Regions from separate parts of the Hordeum vulgare genome. Here region 2 is linked to region 1. A link is a contact called in public Hi-C data. All regions are on one chromosome and are shown on one strand. Each heading gives the region's core, a stretch centred on a gene start, on an enhancer-like site or on the middle of the called end of the contact. The rest is flanking DNA. Distances are from core to core; before and after follow the strand shown.

The links. A called contact is a pair of places that touch in the nucleus more often than the background predicts.
Region 2: a contact with region 1 is called in a Hi-C map of leaf, with 3 times the contacts expected there. The contact joins the enhancer-like site here to the promoter of LOC123409652 in region 1. A contact is called at or near these places in 5 of 6 Hi-C or Micro-C datasets (leaf and seedling).

The regions. Positions count from the first base shown.
Region 1 is chr7H:1,347,142-1,353,348 of MorexV3_pseudomolecules_assembly, reverse strand. It overlaps LOC123409652 (protein MEI2-like 2), which reads left to right and starts at 2,808. Exons shown (of 13, transcript XM_045102511.1): 1 at 2,808-3,019; 2 at 3,482-3,530; 3 at 3,633-3,815; 4 at 4,108-4,577; 5 at 4,799-4,957; 6 at 5,039-5,155; 7 at 5,269-5,420; 8 at 5,582-5,676; 9 at 5,777-6,207. The coding sequence starts at 3,497.
Region 2 is chr7H:1,420,146-1,426,352 of MorexV3_pseudomolecules_assembly, reverse strand. No RefSeq gene overlaps it. Among protein-coding and RNA genes, the nearest start is that of LOC123410369, 7.4 kb to the left of the region's middle. Within about 2 kb of position 3,567, at least 2 of the 3 cell types and tissues checked have open chromatin away from gene starts, as enhancers often do. A contact at or near this core is called in leaf, where this site is marked.

The DNA.
Region 1 (6,207 bases), core at 1,559-4,058:
CTCCGTATTGAAGACGGCTCAGGCGTTACAACCTCACACTGCTTCCGTCATTGAAGCGGTGCGTTGTTCCACATTGAAGACAGCTCAGGCGGACACAACCTCCCACTGCGTCCGCCATTGAAGCGGCGTGCTGGCCGAGGGCACCGCCCGCTGCATGTTCGGCTGAACACGCCTTCATTAAACCTGCCTGAAAGTCGAGGAATCTATTACGACCACACATCCATTCATGAGTGGGTTGGCATTAAACGCAACGTCGCATAAGCTCCTCTCGTCAGCTCTCTATATAAACGAGGTCATATGTCGAGCAAGAATCTCACCATCAAGTCTGCTCCCCATATCCTCCTTCTCCACCCTTTCGATGCAATCCGACAAGCAGGAAGAACAGTTCTCCGGTATAAAAGCCGGTTGGGTGTGGCCCGCCAAGCCCGCGCGATATGAGTGTTGCAGCTCGCTTCTCCACCTTCCGCGTCTGGCCTGACGGAGCAAGGTGCCGCCCCAAGCCCGCGCGTGGTTCAGCAACTTGCCGCTCCTGGTCAGCTCGCGGAGCATCGGCGAGTTGCTCCACGGAGGCACGCGAGGGAGCACGACAGAGCGGCCATCATAGCTGGCATGGACGAGTCGGTGGACAGCGCGTCCGTGACCATCGATGACACCTAGGAAAAGCAGAACACGGGAGGCCTCTGCCGCTTTGGTCCCAAGATGGCCACCACAGATGAGTCGCCGACGTCGTGTCTCGTCCTCTCTCGCTGGCCACCGCCGTTCCCCGCCCACAAAACAAACACAGATCCGCGCTTCACGAAAACGGGTGCAACTCTTTCTCTCTGGGTGAAGCACCTCCTTTGCCACTCCGTCCGAGCGACTTAACTGGAGGTAGGGAAAGGGGAAGAATATGCCTTCGGGGCTCCTGGCAGTCCGATGAGTGGGGCTACCAGACATGAGGAAGACAAAAGGGATCGACTGCGGTCGGTCCTAGACTAGTGTAGTGTATCCGTGTCGTGGGAGTGAAGTTTCGCGGGACCGTACGCTTGCACATAGTTTTATCTTTTTAGTTAAAAATATGTAGAAAATGTAATCATTTTCGCCCGGTTTGTACGAAATCCACCCATATTTGCATGAATTACATTCGCTTTCTTGAAAAACTATTTGCAATATATGCGTCTACTATTAAAATCCGTGTTCAGGAACCGATCATCCCCTGTCCACGAACAGATAAAGGAAATATAGTGCTCGACGTTGGAGATGGCCTAAAGCAATCATCATCTTAGCTTGATGGATGCTCTTTTGAAATGCCCGCAAGTCACATCACCATCCTCACAAGACTTTCTCCATTCCATCCTTCCTATGGATTGGACTGTAGCTATCCCTTTCTTTTTTGTTCTCTTCTTTTGTGTGAAAATAAAACTGCAAGTAGCAAGGCAGATTCTGAATTTGTGGAATCCGAATATAAATAAATCAATCAAAGGAGGAGTCAGTCCAAATGCACGAATTTTCCATTACTATAAAGCAGGACAACTTTCTTTGCAAAGAAAGGAAATGCCGCAACTCAAAAATTGATGGAGAAAATCGAGCGGTTCCGGAAGACGCAGGCCCACGCCACCTACAACCACCTCCTCCTTCAGGAGCATTTGCAGGCGGAGGAGCAGCTCGGGGCGTTCGCGTGCGACGAGGACCTGACGAAGCAGGAGGCGCTCATGCAAGATTCGCCTTGTGTGCTGGCGGTACATGCAATGGATGGCGGAGGTGGCGTCCGCAGCCAAGGACGACGATGATGAGGAGGGCGTGTCGTCGTTCTGCGAGACCGACGGCGAGGAGGAGGACAAGACCGAGGTCGCGCCGAATGAAGTTGGCACGTCGGCGGGCATCATCGGCAGCGACGAAGAGTAGTGCACGTGAGGTCGTCGTCGCTCTGGTTCCAGGAAGGCCACCACTCCTCCCCTTGCGTCGATGCCAAGCTTCACCCGAATAATCATTTGACGGTGACGTGGAGGTGGGCATCTACGCTTGCCGGGTCTCCGAAGGAGGAGGTTACGAAGGCGGAGCTAGAGAAGGCAAAATTTCACACGAAACAACAATTTGGATTAGGTACTAATTATACCTCTAGAGTCGTATGGGACGTAAATGTAATGACATTCTTGGAGTTTATATCAGCGTTTGCATAGGTATCGTGTTAAAAAGAAATTGGAGGATGAGACAGTTCTTTTTTTCTCATTCATTATAAAAATAAGAAAAAGAAAACGAGGCGGACGCGAGGCGCCGGTCCAATCCAGCCTATGAATGCGCTCTTCAAGGAAGGAAGGAAGGAAGGACCGACAGGCCGGGCCCGCAACCCGGCATCGTCCTCGTGGGCCCGCCCGCCTCCCGACTTTTGTGGGCCTCGTCTCCGCTTGGCCACTAGCTGATGAGAGATTGACCAACAGGTGGTGCACCCATAAGGGCTGACGCGTGGGCTCCCAGGTGCCGGAGGCCCTACCTGCCATTGTTAGTCGACAAACAAGAGGAGGCAGTGGAGGATGGATGGCCTCAATCATCAATCATACCTGTCCCACTACTACTTCTTCCCATATAAATAAATAATCTCCCCCATAGGAAAACAAAAACAAAAAACTCATTTCTATGTTTATCCAGTGGATTATTTTGTTTTGTGGATGGATAACCATCAGTAGTGTATAATGTTTTATCTCCTCGGCGTTCACTACTACTAGTACCAATTGCGTTGGACCATCAGTAGTGAAATAAAGAACCGATTTTTATTTTTCTCTGGAGCAGTGGAGTATAAAAAAACAAGAGAGAGGAGAGCGCAAGAAAGAAAGAAAAGATTTGGGCTTTGTGTTTCTCTTTCCCCATCTTCCTCTCTCCTCTCCTCTCATCGCGCCAACCAACGCAGACGCACCACGCCCGGGGCGGACGGAGACCGAGGCCACGCACGCACCAGTGGACGGATTTCTCTTCTCCGCCCGCCGCCGCCGCCGCCGCCGATTCAGTCCAGCAGCTAGGGTTTCCCCTCCGCCGGAGGCGCTAGGTCAGTCGGCTTCTTGGCCGCCCCCAATTCTTCTTGGGTTCTTGCTGGGTTTATTTCTTCTTGATCGTCTTCTCCCTTAGTTAATCTTCTCTTGCCTGATTTGATTCATTCACTCCCTCCCCCTCCATGGACCTCCCTTACTCGCCTCTCTCTATTCTTCATCTGCTTGGTTGGTTCGGATCGTTGACGCCGCCGCACCCTCATAGATTAGATTAATACTCTATTAGATTGGATTATATTAGGTTGATTGATTGATTGATTGATTGATCGTCGGATGTGTAGGGTCAAAGTTGGTTGCTTCATCTCATCTAGTAGTGCTTATCCAGTTCCCAAATACACTCCTCCTTTGACCCGGTACTTGAGTTACCCACCAATCCTGCTTACATGCTCCCGTTTTCCTTCCCATTCACAGGCAGGCATAACTGCTTGCATGCTAAATTTAGCTCATTTACTTGCTTGCAGGTGCCGAATGCAGTGATGGACCGATCACCCGCACCCCTCAGCCCACCAGGTCTGCCGCCTCCTCTATCCCTCAATGTCTTTCCTCTCTGTCCTGCATCACCATCTGAAATTAATGTCTCTGCTTTTGCCTTTCCCTTTCTATGTATGACAGGTTTCGCCGTGCCGCTCGCCGTCAAGAAGCGGCAGCAGGCGGCGCCAGGTTACAGCAGCAGCAGCCCGTGGGGAGTCCCTCCGCCAGCACCGCCGCCGGCCACCAACGCCCCCAATGGCCTTCGAGGAGGAGACGACACCAGCATCTTCTCCACATCACTGCCCGTCCTGCCGCATGAAAAATGTACGCCCGCCAATGATTGATTCCATCTCCCCAATCAAGGATTGCCAATCAGCAGTTTTTTTTTTTAAGAAGTATTGCTGTGTAGCCTGTGTTGTGTCTTTTTTGTTTGACAAGTCTGCCAGAGTTACCGGTTAGCATCATTCAGATGAATGTATGCAAGTAGGGAACACCAGTTTGCCGTTCTAAACTATTCTCAGCTTTAGCCGTGCCAGAACAAGTCTGACAAAATCTATACAATTGTGCTGTGATAGAGTGGCATTCCTCATCTTGTGTATTTTCCTTTCTCTTTCAGTGAACTTCCCTGACTCCGCCCATGGCACCCCTTCGATGGACGACGCGTCTGCTAAACTGAAAGACTTCGACGATGATCCTCAGGGGAACGACTACCCGTTCGACTTTGATCTCCGTCAGATCGACGACCTGCTTCCCGACGAAGATGAGCTTTTCGCTGGGATCACGAATGAGATCGAGCCATCTTCTCAGGCGAACCCCGTGGAGGAACTGGAGGAGTTTGACGTGTTTGGCAGCGGAGGGGGAATGGAGCTGGACTCGGACCCTCTGGACAGCATCACAGCTGGTTTGGGGAATGCAAGCATAGGCGATGGGCTTAGGGCCAATGGGGTCAGCAACAATTTCGGCCTGTCAAACAGTCCTGGAGCCGTGGCTGGGGAGCATCCGCTGGGGGAGCACCCTTCCAGGACATTGTTTGTGAGGAACATTAACAGTAACGTTGAGGACTCTGAACTGCGCTCTCTCTTTGAGGTAACCAGATTTATGTCCTTTTAACCACTCCAATTTGTCTGTTATTACTCAGCAGCTGTAGGTGTATCCTTTAACCAAATATTCGTATATAGGATATATCTGATGTTTACACCTGCATCTTCTGTGTTGACTAATCATAACCACTGTTTGTTCTTATTTGTATCTGTTTGATGTCGAGCCTCGGTTTGTCTTGACAGTGACGTTATTGTCATTTCTTTCAGCAATTCGGGGATATCCGAACCCTTTACACTGCAACGAAGCATAGGGGATTTGTAATGATATCTTATTTTGATATCCGAGCTGCACGTGGAGCGATGCGCTCATTGCAGAATAAGCCTCTGAGGAGAAGAAAGCTTGACATACATTTTTCTATCCCAAAGGTTTGTTGTGTTTTTCATTTGCCCCCTTAGCCCTTGGCCACAAAAGTACTCTTGAAATTTAATACCTTGTTGATTTTGCAGGAGAATCCATCTGACAAAGATTTAAACCAGGGGACTCTTGTTATCTTTAACTTGGACCCGTCAGTTTCTAATGAAGAAGTTCGCCAGATTTTCGGAACTTATGGGGAAGTAAAGGAGGTCAGCATGCTACTCCCAAGTCTTGTTCTCCCCCTAAATCGCATTTTCTGCTTGAAAATGCAGCTTTGTAGATCTTTCTTTTGGTATTACAGCTGTTTGATTTCTGTTTGCAGATAAGAGAGACGCCTAACAAAAAGCACCACAAGTTTATTGAGTTCTACGACGTTAGGGCAGCAGAAGCTGCGCTTCGGTCACTGAATAAGAGCGAGATCGCTGGAAAACGCATCAAGTTGGAGCCAAGTCGTCCTGGTGGAACTCGCAGAAGGTATGGATATTCCTAGAGTTACTGAATGGTATATTGTTTAAGCAGTAGAAATGCTTGCTTGCTCCTCTAGAGATGTTCCTTGAATTTTGGACAGCACAAATTTTCAGTTATCTGTCTTTGATGACTTTTACCAGTCTAATCTGGCTCTTCTTCTAATTTAGCTTGGTGCAACACCTTGGTCATGAACTAGAACAAGATGAACCCAGAGGTTACAGGCATTCTCACGTCGGATCGCCCATGGCTAACTCTCCTCCTGGTACTTTCACTGGATCGGTTTCAAGTCTTGTTATCCTCACTTCATCTAATTTTCTTCAAAACACCTGTTCACAACTAAGAAATTTATCATCTCTTGGCAGGGGCATGGGCTCAATATGGTAGTCCAACCGACAACAATTTGCTGCATGCATTCAGCAATTCACCTACTGGAAACGGGATGAGCCCCATCGGGATGTCCCCTTCAATGTTGTCAAATGCTCTCAAGATCGCACCAATCGGCAAGGATAACAGCTGGTCTAAATACGATCAAGTATTCTCAAACAGCAACCAGTCCGTCGGCGCTGCATTTCAGCATTCACAGTCATACCAAGAACGTAAAAGTGAGCATATGAGCTCGAGTCCTGGGACTTTAACAGGGCCCGAGTTTCTGTGGGGCAGCCCAAAGCCTTATCCAGAGCATTCCCAATCCTCATCAATGTGGCGTCCACCCCCAGTTGGTCATGCAATGTCATCTAGTAGCCGCCCTCAGGGTCAGGGCTTCCTGTATGGTAGTCGCCAGGCTTCGTTGTTT
Region 2 (6,207 bases), core at 2,318-4,817, 72 kb before region 1:
AGATCGCATCTTTGAATGGCAAACGAAAGGCCCTCCATACATGCACACAACTTTGCTTCGAGTGCATCTCGACAAGAAAAAAGTTGCATGTAAGATGAAATTGCATTGTCCAAATTAATTTAGTCCTAGCTAACCGAGCGTTGTTTGGTGGACTAAGTCCCTAACATATGGCTTAACCCCGTAACAAACAGCGCATAAGAGTTTGCAGTCTCTTAACCCTTCTAGATTTTCCCAATAAGCCACATAAATTGATTTGTTATGGAGCTATGTTTCACTACCAACGTGTTCATACTTCATACTCTTGGGAGATCCATTATCCTGGTAGGGCGATCACCCTTGCAAACCACTGCATATGTTGAGTACAAAAGGGTCATATAATATCTTAAGTTTAAATTAGAAGGTACTCCCTCCGTCCCAAAATGTAAGACCATTTTTGACACTATCATTTTGGTCTTACATTTTGGGACTAAGTGAGTAGCACCGAATAAGTATTAATTTACGAGTAGGACTCTTGTACCAAGATTTTTTGGTGCGTCTCAACAAGTAAATTCAATAGGACCATATGAATATATGACTGATACCGTAAGACTTTTTGGTAAATGTTGAAATGAAACATAAGACTGGTACAAAAAAGAACACAAGCCGAAAGTATTTACTTATTAATTCCTAATATATTTTTCTACATAAACACTTGCAAAAGTGGTAATCATAAGAAGAGTGAAATGCCAACAATTGCATACAGAATTTTCAAGGCTCTAATGTATGGTAAATAATGAATGGTTAATATCTTGTATTTTACCGACATGCGGCTTATATATAGATCACATCACAACCATATATATTTGTATAGCGGTCAATTTGTTCGAACGTTTATGAAATTTGTGAAAATATCATGGAATAAGTAAACTCGAGAAGATCAGTTAACTAAACATATTTCTATGAATTGATTTTCATATAAAATGGAAAGGGACATTTATATTGATATCTAAAAGATTTGCTTGCATATCTGAATAATTGCACCCAGAAAGGACCACCGAAATGGGGCGGAAAAGTCAAACCTTAGAACGGTGCTAATTTTGACATAAATGAAAAAATATATCTCCAATATAGAGAACATAAATAAATATGATGTTTGTACTAGAATAAAAATCAATGTGAGCATAACATAAATGCAAGATTTCAATTGATGGTTGCCCATGGTTTGTTTTTGCCAATATATATATCACACCCCGAGCACGACAATCATAAGCATAGTATGCAAATTTGAAGTAGTTTTCTCCTTAGTCTTAACCATGGCAGTCATTAAGAGCAATCACACTGATGACATGGGTTGTTCAATCTGCATTGTTATTATGATCATGTCTTCCACTTTGATCTTACCAACTTCTTGCTATGAACGTACGTATCTCCAAACATCCTTTAATATATTTTTTCTTACATAATGCATTAATTTTGCTAAAATAGACCTTACCGGACATTTGAAATAAATATCTTTGCATTGCCTCAATGTTTAGTTGATCGTCAAGAGAAGTGCATGCCTACTTCAACTTGCCGTTGGAATGTCTGCAAGACCATGTGCAGATACACGGGCAACCCTTGGCTCGGGGCCTACTGCAAAACCGAACCGGACGATGTGAAATTGTGTTGTTGTGTTTATTCCTGAATCTCTAGCGATGCTAGTTGTTATTTGCGGCATTAATATTGCCGTTTCTTGTATCCAGCCGCTTGGAATGCAGTCCCAATAAAAATGGTTTATAGCGACTATATATCGAACTTTTTATTATTATGAACAACATCATCAATGTATGATCGATATCGTGTGCTCGTATCTAGCTAGTGGTTCATCTTTACGTCATAAACCGGTGTTGAAAAGATTATTATATCGATTGTTCTTCAATTTCTTATTCTTCCGCTTCCAATCATAAACCGGTGTTGAAAAGATAATTATGTCGATTGTTCTTCAATTTCTTATTCTTCCGCTTCCATGATCGTGATTTATATCTCCTCCCACAAAGAGAGGTTTCCACACAGAATCCCTCCGGATCTACCCTCGGAAAGTAACCAATGCCATGAGAAGTTAGATTGTGGATCAAGTTTCCAAATAATGGCCGTTATCTTCCTTTTGTTTTCGTGTTTCCTGAACTCCAATGAAATCTAAATTATATTCGTTAATAATATCCAGCACATGAGCGTTTTATCATCTATTAAATCAACCAATCCTTTATCAATTTTACTCTTCCCTATTTCAACTTTTTCCCCTTTTTGTTAAATTTGGACACTACTTCGAATAACCCATCATCATTGTTCGTTTGATCATCATATCAGCGGAATTGTGATACACTATGGGGAAAAATATTCAAAGTCGTGTAGTGCGTTTCATACACGACAAATGCCGTTTTAACCATGGCGAACAGCAAGCCGAGTGTTGCACTCAGCATGGAGCACACGGCCGGCTAAGATTATGTCGGCTTAAGGACCATAAGTTGAGCGTCAGTTGTCGGGCATACGGCGTATAGGTAAGTCGAGTATAAAGTAGTGGCACACGTTACGGCGAACAAAGCGGGATCACGGTCGGCTGCATGTAACGGACATGTCTGCTTGTAAGCCGAGTGTTAACGACAAGCTGAGATCTCTCTAAGATTCACGGCTTATGTATAAGGTTGTCCGTAATGATAGTATCATAGGTAGTATCATGCATGCCAACTATGCAATTTCGATGAGATGGCATAAATTAAATGAAAAAAAAAAGGGTTTAGTATCATATCATGATACAGTATCATATTAAATAATGTGTTACTATGTGTCTTGCATGACAATAAATGAGCTACCCTATGATACTAACATATAATAGTCTGCATTACAGATTTGGTATCAGATACCTAAGCCGTGTGCTAGTAGCCGCCATTCTACCAATGGCAGGGGCTCACACACTTGCCACGTGTCACATCTAAACCGAATATGTCGTGGGTTAATTAACACTAGGCTTATAACTAAACCGACAGGTGCACATGAGGTCTTTGTGGCTGTGTAAGCCGAGTGTGTTTTTACGTACATGACCGTTTGGACAAGTACTCTTCCAAAATATAAGACCTTTTAGGAATTTTATTAAAAGACTACATACGAAGCAAAATGAGTGAATCTATACTCTAAAGTATGTCTATTTACATCCGTATGTAGTTTATAGTACAATTTCTAAAAGGTTTTATATTTAGAAACGGAGAGAGAATAAGGCAAGTGCATATTTTTTTGGACAATACGGCTTCGCTACATACGCCGATTGTCTTATCGCTACACGGGTTCGAGGCCAAATTGCCTTTTTTTAATGCTTGATGTGACAGCCCTACAATTGAAACAAAAATATATAGGAGTACATCAATGTATGGATAGATATCCAACAATATATTGACACACACATTCACAGATAACTCCATCAAGTTCAAAACATACATACATATCCAAATTGCCTTTTTTTTTTGTCTGCTTGATGTGACAGGGCTGCACGGGACACAACGCAGGCACAACACATGACACGTGGGCCCATCAGGAGGGAGACCCCACTCGCCAGCGACCGTTGGTTGAAAATAACAAAGTGAGAAAGAGAGCGCGAGCGAATTCGGGCGTATTTTAACTATCCATGGGGTAGCGATCCGACGGGCGAAATTCCTTCATATCTCGATCTGACGATCCAGATTACATCAAGCAGCTCGATCCAACTGTCGAAAATCGCTAGTGGCTGAGAACGTGCGGGTTCGTCCGTGAATCTTGTTTTAGGATTAGCAAGAAATCAGCGACATCCATCCACTCGTATCTTCGCAGTTAGGGTAAGTTTACTACTCCCTCCGTCCCAAAATAACTGTCTCAACTTTATACTAGCTCTAGTACAAAATTGTACTAAGCTTAAGACACTTATTTTGTGACAGAGGGAGTATATATTTGGATGGCAGGGATAACTTATGCATCATGCCTTGAAGCTTTGGCTTGCCGGGAGTCATTGGCGGTTGCACAGAATCTCTCCTGTTATCACATGTGTTGATTGCCTCGGACTGCCAAAATGTGATCAACGATATATACAGATGCACACAGGGACTTACTACTCAAGCATAGTGAAGGAGATTGGAACCACGTACGACGACACAGTTCGAGTTGTGTTCCTTCATTTTCCAAGGAAGAACTACCAAGGAACACGCTTCCGGGTTAGGTTTAGGGCATTATATTTGGCTCCTAAAGCCACCAGACGTCCATTGTATTCCTACGCACATTATTTGATTAATAAAAATATGTTTAGACTAATAAAAACAGTGACATCTACGTAACAAGGTATGGGTACCAGCACCATGACACCAGACCTCCATTGTATTCCTATGCACATTGTTTGATTATAATAAAAATATGTTTAGACTAATAAAAACAGTGACATCTACATAACAAGGTATGGGTACCAGCACCATGACGCCTTTGGATTAGAGCCTCAGGGATCATTGGATTAGCGTATGGGGCTACGTTTCCAAAACAGAAGCCGCTGATTATATACATATGGGGTGGATGGCACTTCACAGTAAGGATAGCACGGTCATGTTCCTTGCAGTTCTTGCTGTCATGGCCATGGCTATGATAGTTTTGTCATCAACATACGCACAAGATAAATATAACGTTATAGATATCAGTATATATATATATATATATATATATATATATATATATATATATATATATATATGTTTTAGTTCTCATATTAATTCCAAATTGACTTACTTTGTATGTAGGAGTATGACAATTAACCAATATTTATTTGCAGGCAATTATTGTCACCGGATCGTACCATGCAACGAGATGACTTGCAGCAATTTCTGCTCGAAGAATAACTTCAAGAACTTTGTGCCGAATTGTGTGTCAGGGAGGATGTACGACTACTGCTGCTGCAACATAACAACCATGGGGCTAGACTTTTGATCAAAATATGCATAGATAAAAAATACTGTAGTATGGAGCATCTTCTGCTTGAAAATTACATGTAATCGTGATTGTGGAATGAAGGAGAGATAATAATATTGCTCTGCGTAATTTATTTGTTTGAGAGATGCTTCATGTGACTACTAATTATAACATTTTTGGGCTGTCAGCCTGTCATTAACATGAAGCAAAAAATAATATGCACAAAACGGTACAAATATAATTGGATTGAGCCCATTAAAAAAAACCTCACTAAGGATTGCCCTGACACAGCCCAACACAAATTCCAAACAAACAATTTTAACAATTAATGGGGGTAAATAACGAATGTACAGTGTGAAGACGACGGAGCAGAAATTCCAGAAACCCTATTTAGCGCCACAAGCACCGGTTAAAGGCAAATTTGGCTAACTCACGCTTGCAGCGCTCCTCCATGGGCCGGCCCATTAAGAGATCCGGTCTATGTTTTAGCCTGTGAACTTTTTTCCAAATCGATGAAGTTTCTAAAACATTGGTGAACTTTTTTGAAAATCGGTGAACATAATTTAAAATTCGTGATTTTTTTTCAAAATCAATGAACTGTTTTTAAAAATTGAAGAAAATTGTTTCAAATTCTGTGAACTTTTATTTTTGATTTTTAGGGACCAACACATTGAAGGCGCCGTATAGGACATCCCCAAAAATTCATCCCTCCTACTCAGGCTTCATTCCTGCAACGTGCCCATACTGTTTCCATGACTCTCCAGTCTACTTTTTGCTGTGTTGGGTTGTGTAATTTTTAGTCGCCATTTGTGTAGAAATGGAAACCTAGCAGTGCAATGGTTCCAGGTTTTGAGAAGAATGAATCATGCCCTTAACCATGACATCCCTCTGTGCTGTTGGTCCCTTCTCCCGAGGGCTGGCCTTGTAGTGGGCTCATAGATACAACGTCCTCGACAAAGTTGGAGGAGCATAGTGCACCCACGCGGACAAAGTTGGAGGTGAGCGGAGGATGTAGCACATTAGCAAAAAAAGAAATGGAGTGATAAAAAGGGTGCTATCATTAGCATTAGTGGAGAAACGAGGGGGTTGCAATGTCGCGTGGGATGGGGAAGGGCATGTAGACAAGCAAAGCTCCAATTCGTCTCTTCTTCATGTCGATTGTACAGTTGCCAACGACGATGGTTCCACCGGAAGAGAAGAGGACGGAAAATCATGAAAAATTATGGAGTATGACATGTAGGCCAAGTGTCAAGTCAACAGTATGAACATCCAAGG